Linked DNA regions of Sus scrofa: regions 1 and 3 are each linked to region 2. Evidence: chromatin contacts called from public HiChIP or PLAC-seq data. All regions are on one chromosome and are shown on one strand. Each heading gives the region's core, a stretch centred on a gene start, on an enhancer-like site or on the middle of the called end of the contact. The rest is flanking DNA. Distances are from core to core; before and after follow the strand shown.

Region 1 (2,970 bases), core at 253-2,752, 190 kb after region 2:
GGTAACGAACCTAACTAGTATCCATGAGGACATGGGTTCAATCCCTGGCCTCGCTCCGTGGGTTAAGGATTTGGCGTTGCCAGTGAGCTGTAGTGTAGATCTCAGACTTGCCTCAGATCCCAAGTTTCTGTGGCTGCGGTGTAGGCCGGCAGCTGCAGCTCTGATTTGACCCCTAGCCTGGGAACTTCCATATGCCTTCAGTGTGGCCCCAAAAAAGACAAAAAAAGAAAAAAGAAAGAAAGAAATGCCCCCTGTGATTACTAACATCATGGTTCCCACCAAGCCTCCATCTCAGGGCAGAGAAAGTGGGCTGGAGGGTGTGACACCACGGAGGTCTCAGCCCTGGGAGGGGACAGGCAGAGAGTGCCTAGCCCCTGGGAGCCTGGTGACACAGGCAAATCAGTGGGGAGAATCCCCAAAGGCCTCAGATAAGGAGTGGGTGCAGGAGTCTAGGGTCAGGTCTGTGACCTCAGTGGCCCCGTGGTGCCTCCAACAGGAATGAGGTCAGGGCTGGAGGCGTGTGATCAGAGGGGAGGAAGGGACCTTGCAAGGTGTTTAGGAACTAAGAGAAACAGCAAAGGATGGGGTTTGGGCAGGTGGAAGATTCAGACTTGGGGCTCTGCTGTTGGTGTATCCTGGGTTCAGATCCTGCCTGGCACTCATTACAGGACTTTAGGTAGGTGATGTCACCTCTCGGTCCCATGTGTTTCTTTTTTCTTTTTAAATTTTAATTTATTTTGTTATTTAAAAAAAAATTCGGTCATATCCATGACATGTGGAAGTTCCCAGACCAGGGATGGAACCCATGCCAGAGCAGCAACCTGGGCCGCTGCAGTGACAACGCTGCAGCCTTAACCCACTGTGCCACAGGGAAACGTCCAGCCTGGTGTGTTTCTAATACCCGCACAGACAGATGGAATCTGAGCATTTTAACAACTGTTTTATTTCACAGACCTGTGGACATCGCATACCGTGGGGCAGATGCTGCCCCATGCACTTTCTGCCCATGTATTTTTAAAGAGAGGGTCGAGGCCAGCAGCGGGCTCTGACACCACGAGGTCAGCTATTGTCACTCCTCTACATCATGTGATGGTGTTACAATGACTGTGTTTTACTTTCCAATCAGGAAAAACAACAGTAACCACCAGGAAAGCGAATTCCATTTCAGAGCAGGCCAGGGACTCAGGCAGCTCCAGAAGCCAGGCTGTGAGCTGGGCCAGGGTGAGAATTCAGGACAGCCCCGTCCCGCCAGGACTGTTCTCCAGGACCTTCAGGAAGCAAATCAACAAGTTCCAGCTCTCCTTCAGGGGAAATCTGCCTGTTCTGGAAGGCCGACTTGCACGTGTGCGTGTGTGCGTGCCTGCATGTGGATGTGAGTTCGTGCATGCATGTGTATGCATGGGGAGGGGGTGGGGGATGTCCGGGCCCTCACCCCGCCCCAGCCCTGCTGCCAGCCGCCAGCCCCAGCCCTCTGTTGTGGCAGATGTTTGGCTGTGCCATGGCAACACCAGAACAGGATGTACCTCTGGATTGCAGCAGGGACAAGCCCACGCTCACAGGCCGCCCACACTGTTCCCCCTCCCTAAAGGCCTGTTGCAAAGAACCCCTTGGGTCCAGGTCAGGGACAAATGGTGTTTGTATCAGGAGAGCGGCAGGCAGCACTGACATCCTCTGCAGGGTCAGTGGCAGGGGAGGAGGAGGAGGCCACATGGGCACATAGCAGCTGCATCCCTCCTCCAGTGAGCTGGCGTCTGCTTCCCTCTGCCCTTTAGAGGATGCTAAGGAGGCAGCGTGGGAAGAGAGCCGCCCCTCAACAGGGCTGGGCTGTGGGCAACCAGTCATTGTCTTTCCCACGATTCTAGGGACTGCTCACGAAGGGAATGCTTTGTGCCAGAGCCTGTGCTGAGTGCTTCGTGCAGCAGATATCTTATTCAGAGGTCTTCACTGTGTGCTGATGACACAGTGCTAATCTTTATAACAGCATTACGAGGTCATCCCTGTTTTTCCAATGAGGCAAAGGGGCCACAGAGAGGTTAAGTCAGTGCTCTGGGTCACGGAGTGGCTAACAGTCTTGGTCCAAAGCCCTTGATCAGCATGGTGACATGGCCAAGACTGGATACATAATTTGCAGGGGGCCATAGGAAATGAAAAGGCCTGGCCCTCATTAAAGAATGAAAGATGGTAACAGTGGAGCAGCAGACCAATCTCAGGGCCCTTGTAAGGGCAGGTGCTCAGAGGGTGGGCACTGGTGGCCTGGAGAAGCTCATGGGCCAGGAGAGAGAGCCCCTGCCTGGTACCCCCGAGCCACAGTGATCTCTGTCCAGGGGCCCCAGGCCACCCCATGAGTGGGGAGAAAAGACCCTGCTGCCCAGCAAATGCTGTGCTGCATTCCCTAGAACCAGGAGCCTGGGAGCTTGGAGGGCAAATTTTAGCTCAATGCCAAAGGGTCCTTTTATTAAATCTTGACATTTCCCTTTTAAAGCATGAATGTAACATAATCCTGTTGCAGAGAGTTTGGAAGAGATAAAAGAAAGAAAAAACATCAACCTCGAATCCTACCCCTGCAACCTCATTGCTGTTGGCAAGTGGTGTATTTCCAGTCTTTTACAGACAGCCTTTCCATCAGGACCCCTGGGGGATGAAACAGATGGGGCCCTTTTTGACCCCAGCGTCTGGCACAGGGCAGGGGCTTCATGCATGGGGAAGATGCGGGAATGGATGGATGTTATAAAGGGGTCTAGTCTAGATGAACTTTCAGATTTTTCTGGACTCAGGATTCCTTGATTCATAGATAGCACATGCCTGGTGCTGATCTGGAGCTCAGTCCAGGGTGCCAAACCTGGTGTGTTGGGGCCCCAGTAGGACTGATTCACTTCCCTGTCCTGGAAGAGCATGGTTTAGGCAGTCATGGGTGTCCCCAAGCTTTCCGAGCTTTCTGAAACTTGGGACCTGTTTTCACAGCATGTTTCA
Region 2 (2,864 bases), core at 245-2,744:
CATCTTCTTCTCCCTCGGCCTTGGGCCCGGCCTTTGGCTCTGCCTCCGCTTCCGAAGCCGATGCTGCGGCCGCCGTCGCCATCTTGCGCTTCCAGTGCCTCCTGGGTCCTCACTCAGCCGCCAAAGACCCTCTGAAATAGGAGCTGCCCGCGGAGCGCGCCTGATCAAAATCCCCCTCTCTTGCCACCTAAAGAGAAACTGTGAGCCTCAGATGAGGGAAAAATCTAGAAATACAACAAATCTATGTCACTTTATATGCTTTTAGTAATTCTCCTTAAGGGTAAAAAACTCGCTAACAGGGCATGTGTTCCGCCACAACTCGGGACAGAAATTAGGTCCTTAGACAGGAAGTGGACGCCATAGAGGAAGTCATGGACAGAGCGTGATGATCGACGTTCAGTGTTTGGCGCCATCTTGAGAAGGTCAAAATGATTCTTGGCATAAACGGCTCTTACTGCCTGGTCTGACTTGGCGCGTAGTTCAGTCTCCCCAGCAACCGAGCCTCACATGCAGAGAAAAGTCCAAGTCCTCAGGGAAGGATCAATTGCACGACTCATGAGAAAAACTCATTTCCCCTTTATGTAATGCCTGGTGCCTAGTAGTTAGACACACACGTGAGTTTTCATTTTATAAGCTCCTGTTCTGTAACCCAACATTAATAAATCATATTATTAAGCATCTATTTAGAATCTCTTCATTGCCAGGCCTTGTCATATAAATTGTGTTTGCTTTTTAATAAAGGAATAGACATAAACGTAAATTTTTATTAAGTTTGGACAAAGTATTCGTTTAATTAAGCTTCCTATTTTTTGAGGTAGGAAAGTCTTGCTGTGTCTATTGCCTTTCTCTCTCGTTAGCAAGCTTAATTATGTCAGAAATTATGTCTGTTTTTGTTTGGGATCCCCAAAACACCCCGACACAAAGTGGACATTCAAAACATACTTGCTCAACGGGTGAAATAGTTGTCCTTGAATTAGTACACAAGAGATCAAGGTTTAGAAGGACGATGTCATTCGTCTAGGATCACACAGCCAGTAAGGAGCAGAGCTGGGATTCTAGTTGAGGATTGTCCAAGTTTGCATCCCAACTGAGTCTAACTCTCAGGGCAACCTCAGACAAGTTCCTAAACCTCTCTGACCCTCAACATTCTAAGCAGCAAAACAGGGCTAAGAAAGGTGGAATGGTTGATCCTCTGTGCCGCATTCCGGCAGTGGACTTTGTGAACATAAATTTGCGTCCGGAACTCCAGCCTGAAGCCCCTCAGACCCATAACCCAGCACGGAGGAAAAACCGTCCTGCGAATTCAGACCTTTGGGCTCCACGCCTCGCCGGACTCGGAGGGGCGTGGTCAAGGCGGGGCCAAGGCGCGGACTCAAGCACCGAGCGGGAGGGCGCAGGCGCAAAGTCGCCGGGACTTTAGAGGGGCGCGCTCCAAGCCGGGTGCCAACTCGTGCACGAGCCCCTCCCCTCGGTCTCGCGTTCGGCCTGCGCAGGCGCAAGTCCGCAAGATGGCGGCGGCTGGCGCCGGCCGTCTAAGGCGGGCGGCTTCGTCCTGCTGCTCCCGGTCCCGCGCCTGCCTGCTCGGGAGCTGTCAGCTCCGGCTCGGCTCTATCACAAGAAGGTAGGGGCGGGCGAGGGCGTGCGCGGGGCCTGCACCAGCCGGGGAACTAGGACCGCCGAGAGGACTTAGGCGTACTACCAAAGGCCTGGCCTAGGGACGACTGGCCGGCCGGCTTTGCGCGGCCCGGGGAACGCCACTGCGGCCCAGGAAACGGGGCGCCCCTCGCACGAGTCCGCCTCGACCAACTTTCTCTCGATGCGCAAGTGCACTAACGGCGCCTGAAATAAGAATGACAGTTTCGGCTCGTCCAGCGGCGACTGCCCGTGGGCCCGGCCGCTGTCTTTAATCTCTTGCACCCAAGCCTTTAAAATTCCCAACCGCCCAGCAAGCAGGGTTCTGCTGTGACCTGACAGCCGAACTCCAGGGACAGACACACACAGAATGGCGCGGGCTCCGGCCTCACCTAAGGCCACTGCTCTAGCCAGGTGACCTTGGGCAAGTTACTGCTCTGAGCTGAACCTGTTTTACCACTTATCATATGGGGGGGCTCTTAGCAGTCCCCCTACACGAGACCGTGCCTGCGGGGTCCTCCTCTGCTTGGTGCCTGGCACAGGGAGGCCACTTAGGGTGCTGCTGCTATTATTGTTGTAGGAGCTCAGAGCCTCCGAATGGGGATGGACATGTAACCAAGTCATAATGCTTTCATTTTTGTTTAGTTTTGTTTGGGGTGGTGGGGAGCTGTGAGTAGAGATAGGTGCGTAGTTTGAAGACTTTACATTCCAGGGGCGTGAGGTCCGTAAACGTAAAACTCTTTCACTCTAGAACCGGTTAACTACAGAATGCAGCAGATCAACACGGGGCAGAAAGTCTAGACTGGACTTTGTCTTGTAGGTCCTAGGGCTTGGACTCAAAATCCGTGGACAGATAAGTGGGCGGAGGGGACTGGAAGATTGGGATACTTACGGCTAACTAGTAAACAGACCTCAAAGTTTTTAAAACCTTCCATGTGCCAGTTTGAGCTTTTTTGCTTTGTTTTGGGTTTGTTTTTTGTTTTTCTCTTCTGGCTGCAACGCATTTGCCCATGTTCTTGTCTTCCCCAGCTCAGGAGGGTGTGTTGTTGACAGTCCACGCAGAACGAATTGGTGCTCTCAGCCTTGCAGCCACCAGGGCGCACTGTGCACCAGAGGGTTCAGGGCCCTGAAATACAGTGAAAGGACTGTTTTTATTTATTATCGCCCACAAGTGGACGCATTCCTAGTCTTGTCCCTCCTGTAATAGTCTCCTTGAAGCTTCTGGGAAACAC
Region 3 (2,996 bases), core at 91-2,590, 230 kb after region 2:
GTTAACCACTGCGCCACGACGGGAACTCCGAACCAATGAATCTTTTGTCTTTGTTATCTTAAGAAGCAATAACATTTACATTCAGCCTATAATTTAAAAAATTACAATAAAAGTTTCACTTTCACAATTTGGTCATAAAAAAATCTTCAGCAGAAATTAAGACTATAAACTTGACTGACTGTATTAGTTATTAATTACTGCCAATTATTTACAAACACCATCAACTCTGAAAACTACATATAAGAGACACCAAAATTATTAGCGGTGTTTTTGCAGGGGGTGGAGGGGTGTACCACCTATGATTTTCTTTCTACATCTTGTATCCTCCAAATTTGCCATATTGAGCAAACATTAACTTTTGTAAACGATTTTTGAATTTTCACCACTGAGGACAATGTTAGCTGTGGGTTTGTCATATATGGCCTTTGTGATGTTGACATAGGTTCCCTAATTTTGTCGAAAGCTTTTTCTGTTTTTTGTTTGTTTGTTTTTTGCCTTTTATGGGGCCACTCCTGTGGCATATGGAGGTTCCCAGGCTAGGGGTCTAATCGGAGCTGTAGCTGCCAGCCTGTACCACAGCCACAGCAACTCAGGATCCGAGCCGCGTCTGCAACCCACACCACAGCTCATGGCAATGCCGGATTCTTAACCCATTGAGCAAGGCCAGGGATCAAACCTGAAATCTCATGGTTCCTAGTCGGATTCGTTAACCACTGAGCCACGACGGGAACTCCAGCTTTTTCTGTATTTTTGAATTTTCAAAGTACTATAAAACACGTAATACTCTTCATAATGCAAAAAACATTTCACTTTTATTAATTTTATGAAGATTACAGCTCAAATTATAGAGAACTATCCAAATCATTCATTCTCTCTTGAGCAACCAATTAACATATTTGATTTGAAAGAAAAATCTCTAAGAAACGGAAGCACTTTTAAAAAATTATAGTTCATTTACAATGATGTGCCACCTTTTCTTTTTTAAGAAAGCAAATCAAGTCCTGATGAAAATACAAGGACATTTTCTGTAATATAAAACAGCAAGATCACCACTGTCCCAGAGAGCTAATGTTAATAAACATTCTCATCTTGGAATAAACAACTCAGCTAAGTCTAATACATAACTCCGGAGCTAAGAAAACTCACTGCATGGTCCGGCATTTAAGTCAGCAGCTCCTGGAATCAGAACAACGGTTATCTTCCATGCTAGTATGTCCAAAATAAAAATCTGTTCATTTTTCTGGTTGGATCCTCACTCTAAAAATCACGACTGCTCAAAGAGCAAATACTAAGGTTTTGGTTCAGCCTCTCCTATTCAGGCCTTTGAATTACTGACAACCAGTCCTATCTATTTCCTCACAGCAGCACTTGTGCTCTGGACCGAGCTTTGTCGTCCATTGCTACCTGTACTGCCAGGTTATCCTTTCCACTCTAGAAGTCTCGCCTTTGTGCTGCAAGTTTCAAGTGCTGAGGAGCTCAAGATTATACATAACCAAAGAAATGAGACACACCCTTTCTTTGAGTCTCACTCACCCATGGGAGGCACAGAGCTCTAGAGCATCCATCAGCCAAGAGAAAAATACAGGTTGTCTAGTTTTCACCAACTGCACACTTTTCCATCCCTGAAACGTGTCACCCTCTCCTTTCTTAAAGTCTTGCAACTGAGTTTGTTTTCAGAACTAGGCTGTTTTAGGTAGACACGGATCGCTTACTGCTTAGTCTCATCGTAATTTGAGAGAGCTGCCCAAGAGACTCCAAAATGCAGGAAACTTCAAACAACAATCAGTTCATCGAAGCAGCTGGGGGAAAAAAAATCTTTGCAAGGCATCCCAACCTTTTTTTGTTCATGAGTTTAAAAAAAAAGGAGGCGGGGGAATCTATATTGACCAGAAACCAGAGCCCTCTGGAAACAGCCAGCCACTGACAGTGACCTTAGCCTTGGAAATCATGGGCGAAAATTCCCCTCGGTTTCCCTTACATTTCCTTTCGGGGGGAGGCAACAAAGCAAAAGAATGGGCTGGTTTGATCCCGTGATCACTTACAAGGCCAGCTGTTCCCCAGTGTTCCTGAGGCTGACACAGTCGCAGAGCCTCCCAGCGACCTATGAAGTCAGGGGGCTATGTGGCTGGGGGCCTGGAACACTCTGCCTCTGTCTCTCTGAAGACAGTCACAGGCATTTACCGTCAGGAGCGAGGTCTGAAGCTGAGGGCAAGCTCCAGGAACACATTAAGGCCAGCCTGCGAGATGGCCGAGTCTGGGAGGCGGTGAGCGCGCCCAGCACGAGGATGACCGCACAGGATGACTTGGGGCTGAGAGGTCACGGCAGTCACAGGATTTATGAAAACAAGATGTGGATCTTCTTTAGGACCCTGTTTCTCGGCTTCTGTTCTGAGCTGCTCCGGGCCCAGAGCCTCCCATGCCCTCTGGATGACTGGTGTGAGTACTCTCCTGCTGCCAGGGCTCTGTGGGGCTGTCCAGGCCTCCCATACCGAGAGGCGCAGCACCCAACTCATCGGTCTCAAGCACCCATTGGGGAAGGAAGTCCTTCACAAACTCTGCTGTGGGGATGGCACTCATATTTACTAGGTTCTCAGGACAAGGAAACAACCCACTAAGCATCCATCCCAGCTATAGAAAGACCACCTTCTCCCCAAAGACACTGGTGCCCTAGAGAGTGCCCCAAGTCCCAGGAGGTCAGATCCGGACAAACACAAAGGAAATGTTTTCCCTGTCGCTACTTCAGGACAAATCTCCATGGGGAATTAAAAACAAGTTCGGCCCCTGCCCTCCTTCCCCCCAACCTCACAGCTTTGCTCTTCACCATACAGATCCCAGTTACTGCCGTTTTAGGAGACAAACCAGGATTTTAGTTTCTACAGCAGACAGACAGGAAACCCCAGCCCTCAGAGCAGCAACAGCCAGTGTCATCCAGAGACCCACGCACAGGAGGGAGACAGAACCGGCGGTGGTGATACCTACTAACTTGGCCCAGCGAC

What was found. HiChIP or PLAC-seq counts read pairs in DNA pulled down with a chosen protein or histone mark.
Region 1: a contact with region 2 is called in an H3K27ac HiChIP or PLAC-seq map of skeletal muscle. The contact joins the enhancer-like site here to the promoter of ISCU in region 2. A contact is called at or near these places in 4 of 47 Hi-C or Micro-C datasets (embryonic fibroblasts, fetal heart ventricle, liver and 1 more) and 2 of 2 datasets of contacts at active chromatin or transcription factors (alveolar macrophages and skeletal muscle).
Region 3: an H3K27ac HiChIP or PLAC-seq map of alveolar macrophages shows a contact between it and region 2. The contact joins the promoter of LOC110256864 here to the promoter of ISCU in region 2. A contact is called at or near these places in 1 of 5 promoter capture datasets (liver) and 2 of 2 datasets of contacts at active chromatin or transcription factors (alveolar macrophages and skeletal muscle).

Annotation. Positions count from the first base shown.
Region 1 is chr14:42,033,448-42,036,417 of Sscrofa11.1, reverse strand. No RefSeq gene overlaps it. Among named protein-coding and RNA genes, the nearest start is that of CORO1C, 28 kb to the left of the region's middle. Within about 2 kb of position 1,502, at least 27 of the 83 cell types and tissues checked have an H3K27ac peak or open chromatin away from gene starts, as enhancers often do. A contact at or near this core is called in alveolar macrophages, mesenteric adipose tissue and skeletal muscle, where this site is marked.
Region 2 is chr14:42,221,200-42,224,063 of Sscrofa11.1, reverse strand. ISCU (iron-sulfur cluster assembly enzyme ISCU, mitochondrial) reads left to right here and starts at 1,494. Exons shown (of 6, transcript XM_003359136.3): 1 at 1,494-1,548; 2 at 1,551-1,621. The coding sequence starts at 1,509. It overlaps SART3 (squamous cell carcinoma antigen recognized by T-cells 3), which reads right to left and starts at 312. Exons shown (of 19, transcript XM_005670755.3): 1 at 1-312. The coding sequence starts at 82. LOC106507249 (a long non-coding RNA gene) reads right to left here. Exons shown (of 2, transcript XR_002338860.1): 2 at 2,781-2,864.
Region 3 is chr14:41,990,724-41,993,719 of Sscrofa11.1, reverse strand. It overlaps LOC110256864, which reads left to right and starts at 1,340. Exons shown (of 2, transcript XM_021074058.1): 1 at 1,340-2,436; 2 at 2,829-2,996. The coding sequence starts at 2,013. All of the region lies in intron 2 of SSH1 (protein phosphatase Slingshot homolog 1), which reads right to left.